Regions from separate parts of the Mus musculus genome. Here region 2 is linked to region 1. The links are chromatin contacts, called in public Hi-C maps. All regions are on one chromosome and are shown on one strand. The core of a region is the stretch at or near the end of the contact, and the rest is flanking DNA. Distances in the headings are between cores, read along the strand shown.

The links. A called contact is a pair of places that touch in the nucleus more often than the background predicts.
Region 2: a contact with region 1 is called in a Hi-C map of the N1E-115 cell line, with 2.7 times the contacts expected there. The contact joins the enhancer-like site here to the promoter of Zfand3 in region 1. A contact is called at or near these places in 1 of 484 Hi-C or Micro-C datasets (the N1E-115 cell line), 4 of 115 datasets of contacts at active chromatin or transcription factors (CD8 T cells and embryonic stem cells) and 2 of 9 other capture datasets (adipose tissue and pancreatic islet).

Annotation. Positions count from the first base shown.
Region 1 is chr17:30,001,760-30,007,669 of GRCm38.p6, reverse strand. It overlaps Zfand3 (zinc finger, AN1-type domain 3), which reads right to left and starts at 2,631. Exons shown (of 6, transcript NM_001356265.1): 1 at 2,362-2,631. The coding sequence starts at 2,432.
Region 2 is chr17:29,948,077-29,953,986 of GRCm38.p6, reverse strand. No RefSeq gene overlaps it. Among named protein-coding and RNA genes, the nearest start is that of Zfand3, 54 kb to the left of the region's middle. Within about 2 kb of position 2,751, at least 31 of the 459 cell types and tissues checked have an H3K27ac peak or open chromatin away from gene starts, as enhancers often do. A contact at or near this core is called in CD8 T cells and the N1E-115 cell line, where this site is marked.

The DNA of each region.
Region 1 (5,910 bases), core at 1,382-3,881:
AACATATTCTAAGTGCCCCTGATCGACATGGTATAATTATGCCCTGTGCAACACAAGAAAATGATTAAAATCAGCTATGACATAACAAAGACAATAATTTGGTTACTCTTTGGCATGAAATACAAACTACACACGTGTCTACAATCACCCTTAGGAAAGGTTTTAAAAGGGTGTGTTACAACGTGTTACCAGGTAATTACTAGCTTCGTGCTCACTACTTCTGTTAGGCAAACCCAAGCTCGTAAGGGGGACAGACTGAAAGTAGAAATGAAGGAAGCCTGGGTGCTGTGGGTCAAGACTTCCGCTGTCTGCTCCCACCAAAGTCTCGTAGCCTGACTCAAAATCTGCTGGCTGAAAGCAGGGGCTTCCTTCATCCACTTCTCCAGCTTCTAAGCCTTGGTGAAAGCAGGGATTGCCTTCACTCTATTCACTAATGGTCCCAAGGACATAAGAGCAGGTTGCCAGGAAGCAGACCTCTCCACACTGCGCAATCACTGAGGTGGGCACTGGGAGCTACTTTCTAAGGCCACATGTCCCACAGTAAGTTACAATTTAGGGCTTGTGACACTACATTTTTCCAAAGTGATGTCATAAATGTGATGACACTAGGCTCTCTGGAGCACTCGCCCACCACACCCTGCACTCCCTACAAGGAGGAGCAAGTTAGCCATCCCATCATCTGCATGCCTCCCATCCAGTACTAGCTAACCCTGTCAGATCCCTAGGAGAATTGGACTATCCATCCAACACTTCAGCACTTCACAGACAAGCCAATAACTCCAACAACTCTCACTGTAAAGTCTTTGGAGCTGGTTAATTTTGATGTGTGGTTTTTTTCCAACTTTTTTTTTCATAATAAAGTTCAAAATAAACTTTTAAAATGTTTTAAATCAAATTAAAATTCAAAGAAGACTCTACGGCTAAAACACTGTTACATCTTTGGAATTTCTGCTAAGGCTACAACTTGTCCTAGATCCCTATCCTCCTCTGAAGAATTTTTTGAAAGGATACACTTGAAACCTTCCAGAGATCTGCATTACACTGCACTTTCTACTCTTCTTCACTCCTAAGCATGTCTTTAATTTCTTTATCAACCATTCCTGGAGTATAAAATAGCTACTTCCCAGGGTATCTTCACTAGAAACAGCCAATTTCGTTCATATACATCCCAACACAATCTTTAAAAAGGATAAAAAGCCTGACTCTCAAAAGCTGCTGTAACTCTCCAGTAACCTTACACAGAACTAGTCATGAGCTGTGACCATTGCTTGTTAGGTGACAATCTAGAAAACCCAAAGTGTTCCAAGGACCAACTATAACTGCTGGTAGGAGTGGGGGGGTCCCATCTATCTATCTAATCTATTTGTAACTTCCCCCAACTCACCCTAATGAGGCATGGAATTCTATACTCTGTGTAGTGAACATTTAAAAAGAAAATTTTTAATAGGGAAAGAGAATTTGAGAGCCAAGGAAGGAAGGCAACTCTCACATTCCACAAGCTAGGCTGGCTGGAGGTTCTGTTGAGAAGTTTCTGTTTTCGGTTCGGTTTAGTTGGGTAGGGGTGTTTATCTGTTTGGGGGATTCCTTGTTGTTGTTTGTTGTTGCTGGTGGTTATGATGATGGTGGTGATGATGGTGATAGTGGTGGTGGTGGTGGTAGTGGTGGTGGTGGTGGTGGAGGAGGGGTTTTTTTGGACAGAGTAATTTTACAGACTCCCTGAAACATGTTTTAGATTAAAAAGTAAGACCCTCAACAATGCCTTTTAACTTTACACCCCAAGCCCAAATTCTGGACCCTGGATCTGTTCAAACGTATGACGTGTGAACAGCTTCCTAAAAGCAAATGGGGACTGAGATATAATTTAGGAAGTGATGATGCAAATCTCCCGGGGAGCAGCAGGGAGGAGGGGAGGTGAAAAAGTCAGAGGAAATACCCTCCTGATGGCTGGGCACCAACTCATACCAAGATGAGGGGGAGGCGGACTGGCCTCCACAGGCCAAGGGAAAAGGAAAAGGGGCAACCCTGCCCCGTCAGAAGTGCCAGCGCCGCCACCTCGTCCCTCCGGCTCACCCGTGGCCCCTCACCCCAAGCCGGCCTCGGGCCAGCGAGTCCCACAGAGGGTAGCGCGGCCCGAGCGGTCCTGGTCCTCCTGCTCCTCTTATTCCTATTCCTCCTCTTCTTCCTCCTCCCCCCCCCCCCACCAGCGTCCCCTTCCCGCAGCCCTCCTCAGGCCGAGGCCGCGGTCCCCGCCCGCTCCCCCGAGGCCCGGCTTCCGCGGCCCAGCTTCCCGGGGCTCTGGCCTCCCTCGGGTCCCCACCGCCACCCCGAGGCCCGAGCCCGCGCCCCTGCCCCCACACTTACCCCCAGAAGCCGCAGGGACAGCGAGGCGGCAGGCTGGGCGCTTTGCTGCGCTCGCTCCCGGCGTCTCCCATGGTGCTCGGCGGCGGCGGCGGCGGAGCTCGGAGGCGACGGCGGCTGGGCCTGAGCCCCCCTCGGAGGAAGCGGAGGCGGCGGCGGCAGCGGCGGGGGGCGCGGGGCGGGGGGAGGGGGAGGGAGCGGGCGCGCAGGCGGGCGCGAGTCCGGAGCTCCGAGCCGGGATTCCAGGCGGGTCAGCTGGAGGCGGGCCGCACCACTCGGCCTGCGGAGGGGGGGGGCGCGGCGAGGAGAGGGAGGGGAGCTGCGGAGGAGGGGCTGGGCCGTGCGAGCCGGGGAGATCTGGCGGCCTTGGCGGCTCTCTCCGCCGCCCCCCAGCCACGGCGCTGTCCCGTGCGGCGGCGCTGGCGGGTCCGGGGCTGGGTGGGGAGGAACCCGTAGCCCCCGCCGGCAGTGGAGTCGCAGCGGCCGGCTGTGACGCCCCGGGCCCCCGCTCGCTCCGTAATCCCCTCCCCCGCCCCGTAGACTGCGCTGACCGGACAATGGCCGCTCCGCCCCCTCCCCGAGGCGGACACCCCTCCCGAGGCGGCGCGATGGTCTCGCCCGGGGGAGCCACCGCCGCCGCCGGAGCCCGACGGATCAGCTGGGATCCGGGCGTGCCACTTTGTTCAGAGCCTCGGAGGCTGGGCGGTGCGTGCTCCTCCCGAGTTCCTCGTGCGAGCCGCCTCTCAGCCCTCCATCTTCCCAGGACTTTTACGAGAGCTAGCCTGCGCTCCTGGCTGAGGAAGGAGAGCGGGTTTCAGAGTCCTGTGGGGGAGCTTTGCCTCCACCCCCCAGCTGAGACAAATGGTACGCCCCAAGCGGGCCGGGGGCCCAATTAGTTGTTTGGGGTGACTTGGGTCGGTCCCAGAGCGGCGGCGCATGCGCCTGGAGACCTGGTAGTCTGTCCAGAGCTGGGTGGAGCGTTTCCAAACCCGGAAGTTGCCTAGGTGTCCTGCGTTCACCGCTGGCCGTCTGGGTCTTCAAGGCCACTGTTCTCGCGCCCCTGATGAGTGCCGCGAAGCGTTCCTCCCCAAACTGCCAGCCGCCGGAGAATCTCGCTTCCCATTTCCCCTACTCCCAACCCACTCAGACAGTTCCCCCGGAAAAGTGGCCTCCGTCCTGCCATAAATGAATTTCAGGAACATCTCTAGATAGCAAGTCGTGGGGCAGAAGGAACTTGCCCAAGTGTTTCACCCCTCTGATGTCCTCAGTTGGAGTACCCCAGGTCCACTCCCACTATCTTGATTTGGAAAACCTCCCTGGGGTAAATATGGTTGGTTTGGGGGAGAAGATTTAACTTGATCCCTACTGGACATTAATAAGTGGCCAAACTTGAGCCGTTGAAAGAATTCTTTAATATTCCTTACCACAGTCCTAAATTCTTTCTGTTCTCCAGTCAGCGGTGACCAGAATAGTCCACTAGCGATCACTAATTTGAACACAAAAGAAACGTCCACCAGAACTCTTGGAGAAGTGACCTGACCTTAAGGGGTTTGGAGCCAACTTAAAAGTCCAGAACTTACGGGAAGGCTACCATGTACCCTCTCAACTCCAAGGGAACCCAGCCCCAGAGAATATTACTTAGACTAACTTTATTACCAAATAGTACTTTTCCTTTCCTTTATATCAGTTTGGGCATTCTCTGAGTTTGTTTCCGCTGACATCCATTCTCATGGCCTCTAAATACCTAAAAACCAGGAATTACACTGAGTTTAGAATCCTTGCAACAGTACAACTGAGGGAAGACAATGATCACAAAACTTTAACGCCACAGTGTTTAATTCTGATTTTGTGAACATTCACGCGCCTTCAATAGAACAACTGTCAAAAGTGCATAGGAGCTGGGTGGGCATAATGGTACGTGCCTTTAGTCACAGCCATCCTGAGGCAGAGGCTGGCAGGTTTTTGTGAATTTGAGGACAACGTGCTCTACATCATGAGCTCCAAAATAGCCAGGACTCCATAGACATACCAAGACTGGGGGGGGGGGGAGGAATGAATAAACATATACAGCATTCCTCATTCTCATGCTACCCTCAAATCTTCTCTCCAACTCATGGAATTGCCACATAAAAAGAGGCAGCCTTTAAATCTAACAGGAAGATGAAGTCCCCTGCCCCACTCGCATCTCTCTGTATTGGCTTCTTGATGATTGTCTTTTCTGTAGAAGAGAAAACCCAAAGGAAAGCTGGGTGTGAGTGTACTTGTTGCCCAACAAACAAACCACTCACCTGTCTGCCTGCCACTAATTCAGCAAGCATTTCTTGAATACCCAAGATGTCTAATCCCTCTAGAGACAAGAATGGTTCATACAAAGAGGCTTCCCAGCAAGTTCAAGCTCCCTGTATCCAGGAAGTAAGATCCTTAGCCTTCTATCTTCCTCCAAGACTCTACCCACCATTCTCCATCATGTCCCCTACAAGTCAGCCCCCTGTCGTTCTTTCCTAAATGCACCTTGCTTGTTCTCGCATCATTTCCCCTGACTGCCCATCCTCTTTGCCTCAACAGCCCTTCCTCCCTCTGGCCCAGCATGTTCCTACTGTTTCAGTGGCATGTTTCAATGCCCTCCACCTCTACCACAGGAGAGTTGGGTCCTTCCTGTGCCCATTATCGGACAATCCAGCAATTCTCTATATGTATCTCTTCTTACACAACTGTCTTCAAAAGGACTAAGATCGGAGAGAAGTTAACCCATATTCGCTGAATGGAAAAACTAATCTGACAAAAATTCAGTCCTTGCCTAGAGCCTTGTCTTTGCAAGTGCCAAAATCACACATATGTCTTCATGCAAAATCAATCTCTTTTCCCTCTCCCTCTCTCTCTGTGTGTCTGTGTATGCAGTGTGTGTATGTTGTGTGTGTGTGTCTGTGTAGTGTGTGTGTGCAGTGTGTGTGTCTTTGTATATGTGTGTGTATGGTGTATTTGTGTGTGGTATGTGTATCTATGTGTGTGTGTGTCTATGTAGTGTGTGAATCGGTGTGTGTCTGTGTGTCTGTTCAGCTGCCAACAAAACTGATGACCCATGTTCAATGCCAGGATCCACATGGCGAAAGGAGAAAAACAACTCCTGGAAATTGTTCTCTGCCCTCTGTCTGTAGCCACAGCACAGGTGCACCCATTCACATACACATGGACACAAAATAAATGTATCAAGGAAAAAAAAAATCCCAAAATACAAAAAATTCCCACCATCTTGCAAAGCAACCGGGCATGCATAGCAGCACAAACCTCTAATTCCAACACTCAGGAAGCTGGAGCCAGAAGATCACAAGTTCAAAGCCAGCCAGGGCCACACAGCAAAACACTATCTACAATCTGAAAATACTAATAGGAATGTCACAATGGGCCAATCTCACACAAGGACATTAAATATCAACTGGAAGCCATGTCCCTCAAGTCCCTTCTCTCTGGTCACATGGACTTTTGTCTCTGCTTTCCCCCCCCCCCCTTCTTCTTCCTGTAAAACTTCTTCATTCTCTTTGGACCTGCTCCTAT
Region 2 (5,910 bases), core at 1,502-4,001, 54 kb after region 1:
CAATTGATAATGATAAAAGCTTTATCCCAATTATTCTAAACTTATGATATCATAACTACCTGTGGCTGGTTAAAGCCATTGCTGGTTCACGTCTGCTTCTATCTTGGCCTATTTCCTTCTTCCCCTCTCCTGGAGATGCTCTCTGTCTCTACAACAGCCCGCCTCCCTTTTCCCTGTCCAATCACAGGCCTCCTGCTGCCCTAACGTAATTGGACAGGGAAAATCATGACACTTGACTATCTTAGTTGTGGTTATGTTGCTAAAAATCCCTCCCTTGGAGGAGTTGTAAACATCTACCCCTTTTGCTAAAGTCCCAATGAGAAACCAAGTTGAGTCCATCCAAGTTCAAACAATAAGTTTACTAGGCTAACTTCCAGGGCACTGGGTTGTGAGGTTATGGGAGGGTGTGTAGACGACCTTAAAACACTCACACTGGAGGATCTGCACCAGCAAGGGGCGACAGCTCCCCCATAGTGGTGTTATAGGGAGTCCCATTCCCTCCACCTTCCTCACCCTATAAACTCCCTCCCCTCTTAGAGATCCTGAGGCCGCATGCAGTTAGGGCAGAATTGCAAACATCTGGATTTGGGAGCTACTCAGGTGAGCGTCTCATGATCCTCCCCACCCTCTCCAAGAGCAACCTAGGTTCTAGTAGCCCAGCTGTGATAATCTTTGTTGGGCAGGAACAGCTGGATTCCTGAATGTCGTGGCAGTTCATCTTGGATGTCCCATTCCCATACAGGAGGTAGTTTCCATTGTTTTGATTGGCATAGAATTCCCCTGCTCAGGTATACTTGTTTCTCCCTGCTGGGTGGGCCAGCCAGCTTGACTCTACGAGTTTGGAACGTTATGGGAGGTTAGATCTTGATATCAAGCAATGGTATTTTAGGACTCCTGCTATTGGGATTGATCCATGACAGCTGGGAGACCTGACTACTTCCCTCTGAACTCAGAATTCTAACCCACCTTCCTCTAGCATCAAGGGCCTCGCGTGTGTGCGCGCGTGTGTGTCGGGGATAAAGGGTGTTCAGCTATGGAAGAAACAAGGAGAATCGAGAGGGATTCTAGGAGGAGCTAAAGATATAGAAGTAGTTGAGCTAGTAAACAAGATGACAGAAGATGATGGGGAGGGGGAGTGGGGTGGTGGTGGTGAACACCTATAACAGGCCCCAGTGGATTTGGCCAAACCAAAATAGAGTCATCCATTCTCAATGCCATAAAACCAAACAGACATTTTAACAGACAGATCCCCCAAAAGATATGTTTCCCCTGAAAACAGGAGGGTCTAGCGCACCTGAGTTAGTAAGATAAGGAAAGGCTCTCTGAGTTTTGAAAAATTACATTTATTTATCTTATGGATGGGGCACACGCATGTCACAGCAAGGATCTGGAATCCAGAGAATAACTTGTGAAAGTTTGTTCTTTCTGCCTTGTGCATTCAGAAGATAGAATTCAAGTGGCGAGCAGACATTTTGCCAGCCCCAAACCCTCTGTTTGTTTGGTTTTTTTAAATTTTATTTATTATTTTGATTTATGTGTACTTGTGTGGGTCTGATCTCCCTGGAGCTAGAGGTAGAGATGGTTGTGAGCTAACCACCTATGTGGTGCTGGGACTCAAACTCCAAAGGAAGAGCAATCTCTCTCTCTCTTTCTCTCTCTCTCTCTCTCTCTCTCTCTCTCTCTCTCCTACATGGACTCTTAACTGCTGAGCCATCTCTTAAGTCCCAAGACCCCCTACTTAAACCACTACAAAAAAGTGACTTGAATTTATTTGATGTCAATCATTGGGCAAATTTTCCCTTTGCTCTCATTCCCTCTCTTGATCCCATCTTACAAGCCCACTATGCTGGTTGGTGTTGCATGTGGTGTTGCATGCTCGCTCTGTCTGCAGAGTAGAGGCTGCCCTGGTTCACCAATCACAAAGAAAAGCCAAGCAGATCCAGAATGAAATTGCTTGTAATGCTATGTTTCAACAACCCAAGGTCTTAGCTCATTGCTCTTTGGCAGAGAGTTTCAAAGGGGGCTTCCAGGGCGCTGAACTTGGTGATTATGTGTGGGAGGGACAAGGGACTGGAAGTGGCTACAGTTCCTCAGAAGGAATAAATTAAGAACTGGGCCAACTGGGGTACCTCTCCTTCTGCCCCATAAAGTCTCAGGACACCAGCCAGCTCTGTCTTCATAAGAGAGCTGGGATTAGTTGTTAGATCCGATTGAATGGCAGCATCAGGTATTTGAGTCCTCACTGTTCTTGACAAGACCAGTAAGGGGTTCGCCATATACTCACTACCTACCAAGACTAGTAAGCAAGAAAGGGGGAGTTCAAGAAAGGCCAGCTACTTCTTCTTTTCACCTGCTCCCCCTGCCCTTAGCTCTGCCTTTCCCTAGGACACAGCAGATACAATCAGCAACTTGTTTTTTTTTTTTTTTTTTTTTTTAATAAAAAGGCACTTTAGGGCTTTTATGCAGGAGGCTGAGGCCCATTAAGACACAAATTAAATCTTTGTGGCAACAGCCAGAGTGTGGAGGCTCTGTATGAGGAGGGCCCCCTCACTGGTGTGGCAACTCCCAGCTCTGACTTCCACTGGCCTTGAGTCCCACCCCGCTCCCTGCTCTCCCTCCAGGATTAAAGTGCATCTTAGAGACTGGAAGGAAATTAATCAGTGTTTGCATGAAGGAGGTTAGAGAGCAGGCCCCGAGTGAGTCAGAAGAGAAGGAAGCAGGTGAGGGGGGTGGGCTGGAGGAGGGAGACAGGAAGCAGCTCACTGCCTGTACTCTACTCTCTGCCTCAACCCGCCACCACGCGAGGAGGGAAGGACTGTGCTCTCGGCCATTGCACATTGCACATTCTGGGACCACTCACACAATTTCTTTTCTGTGTCCCTCCTCCCCACAAGCATCTCTCTGCAACTGCTTCAGGAACCTGAAAATCCTAATCTCCCTTCCCTGGAGTCACGGTTAAGGGTCCCAAAGAAGTGTGTTTAGCCGAGGCTAGGAGACCCCAGAACTTGCGTGTGTAGAAGAGACTATTGGCTCATACCCCAAAAAAACCTGTGGTAACACCTACTGGACTTGGGGTCTGGACAATGCGGGGAGGGGGGGTGGGCGTGGGGAGGCTGAAAAGTCAGAGTTGGGTCCACAGTGGAGGGGGCAGAGCTGTTGCCAGGGGGCGTGGCTGTTGCCAGGGTGCCAGCTCCTTATGTCTCTACACTTGTGCAGTGGCCCACCTGTCATTCATTCATTTCTTCAACAAATGTTTATTCTGCGCCTGCCGCGCAGCTGGCAGGAGGCTAAGTACTTCAGTTAGGGCGCAATGAGAACGGAATAGAGAGTAATTTTGTATTTCTTTTTTCCAAGAAGCACATCCCCCACCCCCTTCCCAGCAATTTGAATATTTTTTGAAATCAGGATTCATTTTTCACAAGCCCTGAATGTTAGAGTTGGTTGTCTGCGGTGTGTTTGGTCTTCTTGGACTGTTCACACCACGGCAGCTTAGAGGTTGTCTTAGAGTTTTACTGCTGTGAACAGACACCATGACCAAGGTAACTCTTCTAAGGACAACATTTAATTGGGGCTGGCTTACAGGTTCAGAGGTTCAGTCCATAATCATCAAGGTGGGAGCATGGCAGCATCCAGGCAGTCATGGTGCAGGAGGAATTGAGAATTCTATATCTTCATCTGAAGGCCACTAGGAGAAAACTGGCTTCCAGGCAGCTAGGACAAGGGTCTCATTGTCCACCCCACAGTGACACACTTCCTCCAACAAGACCACAACTACTCCAACAAGGCCAGACTTTCTAATAGTGCCACTCCCTGGGCACTAAGCATATTAAAACCACCACAGAGATCCGTGGGCTGGAGAGATGGCTCAGCAGTTAAGAGAACTGACTGCTCTTTCAGAGGTCCTGAGTTCAATTCCCAGCAACCACATGGTGACTCACAACCATCTGTAATGGGGATCCGATGCCCTCTTCTGGTGTGTCTGAAGACAGTGACAGTGTACTCACATACAATAAATAAGGCTTTAAAAATAAAAAAAGATTCAGATCCACGTACTGTTAAGGCTCTTAACAAGGTGGCAGGCCCTGCTCTAAATTCTTTTTTTAAATTCTTTTTAAGTTGTGTGGTGGTGGTACATGTCTTTAATCCCAGCGCCCAGGAGGCAAATGCAGGGGGATCGCTGTTAGTTCGCAGCCAACATGGTCTACAGAGTGAGTTCCAAGTCTGCCAGGGCTACACAGAGAAACCTTGTTTCAGAGAAAAAACAAAAAACAAAAACAAAAACCAAAAAACCAAACAAACAAAAACCTAAACATATGTATAAACAAAAAAACTTTTAAAAAATTAGTTAATTAATTAATTAAGGAGATGTCCAGGACAACTTTCAGGACTTGGTTCTCTCCTCCTGAGATGTGGAACCTGGAGATCCAACTCAGGTTATCAGACTTGGGGGCAAGTGCCTTTGCCTGCTGAGCCATCTCAATGACCCCCAGAGGCCCTGTTTTAAATGCTTGTCATGTGACTTTTCCTAGGGTGATGTAAAGAAAAGTCCATTCACCCCAAACAGAAAGTCTGGGACAGACTAAAGAGTTTTCCATTCAAGCCAGTCTTCGAAAACCACCGAGTAGGTGATTCCGAAGGCAGCCTCACTGCCAGAAAGTACCTCAGCTGTGCCTCAGAGCTGCGGGTGTAGTTTAGCACGTATAATTGCCAGCACCAAATAACCCAGGGGAGGTGGTACGGGCACCAGGATTCAAAAGGCTGAGGTAGGGAGAGCTGGAGTTCAAGGTCATCCTTGGCTACATAATGAGTCTGAGGCCAGCCTGGGCTACATGAGAGCCTATATTAAAACAACAATAACCAGAGTTCTAATGTCTAGTTGACTTTCCATCTCCTATCTAGCCTTTGAGAGGGGTGGGAGGGGCCTTGTGTGCCTCTATCTTCTCCCATGAAAGAGTGCTCTAGGCCTGGCTTGTCAGGCTCTCCTGCCAGCTCCTCAGAGATGCTCTGATTTCACGATAGCAGTGGCCATGTCTAAACCAGGGGAAGCGACTACATAAAAATGTTCATCAGGTCTCATGAAGCCCAGGTTACGTGAGCTCAGGTAATGAGGTCCAATCTCTCAGCTAGGCAGGAGCAATTCCAAACCCAGAATCCAAGCCACCACTGCATCTTGAGCTATCTGAGAGACAGGTCTCCTGTAGCCCAGGTTGGCTTTGAACTCACTATGTTGCCATTGGCAGCTTTAGCCTTTTCATTCTTATGTCTTTGTTCCAAAAGCTGGGATTATACTGTGTACCATCATTCCTGGGTTTAGCACATTTGTTGTTGTTGTTGTTGTTGTTGCTTGTTTTTGGAGACAGGGGGTCATGTATCTCCGGGTGGCCTCCAACTCACTATGTAGCTGAGGGCAAACTGGAACAGATCCTCCTGCCTCTACCTCCGGAATGCTGGGATTTCAAATGTGAGTCACCGTCCCAGCGTTATATAGTGTTGGAGATGCTAAGTGAGCTCCCTACCAACTGAGCCACATGCCCAGCTCCATTCCCCAACCATTTCTGGATTGAAATTAATATTGTCCCCATTTAAAAGATGAAGAGATTGGTGCTGCGGAGATGAATTTTCATCTGTTCCTCAAACAACATGGAACTGCCTAAGCTGCCTTGCAAACATCAGTTTTCAGCCTAGTGACCAGAGTCGGGGCGGGGGGGGGGGGGAAAGAGGAAGGTGGAGGAGGGACTCTGGACATGGCCATGCAGAAAGGCTTTGGGGCCTGTGGACCTTTCCCTCTCTCAGAAGAGCCCCATTTCACATCCCTTTCTCTGGGTGAACCCAGATGTGGTTAGTCATAGAGACACCTGCCTGCTAGCCATTCTTCCCAGACTATGAAGGGTACAGGGTGGGGTGGAGAGG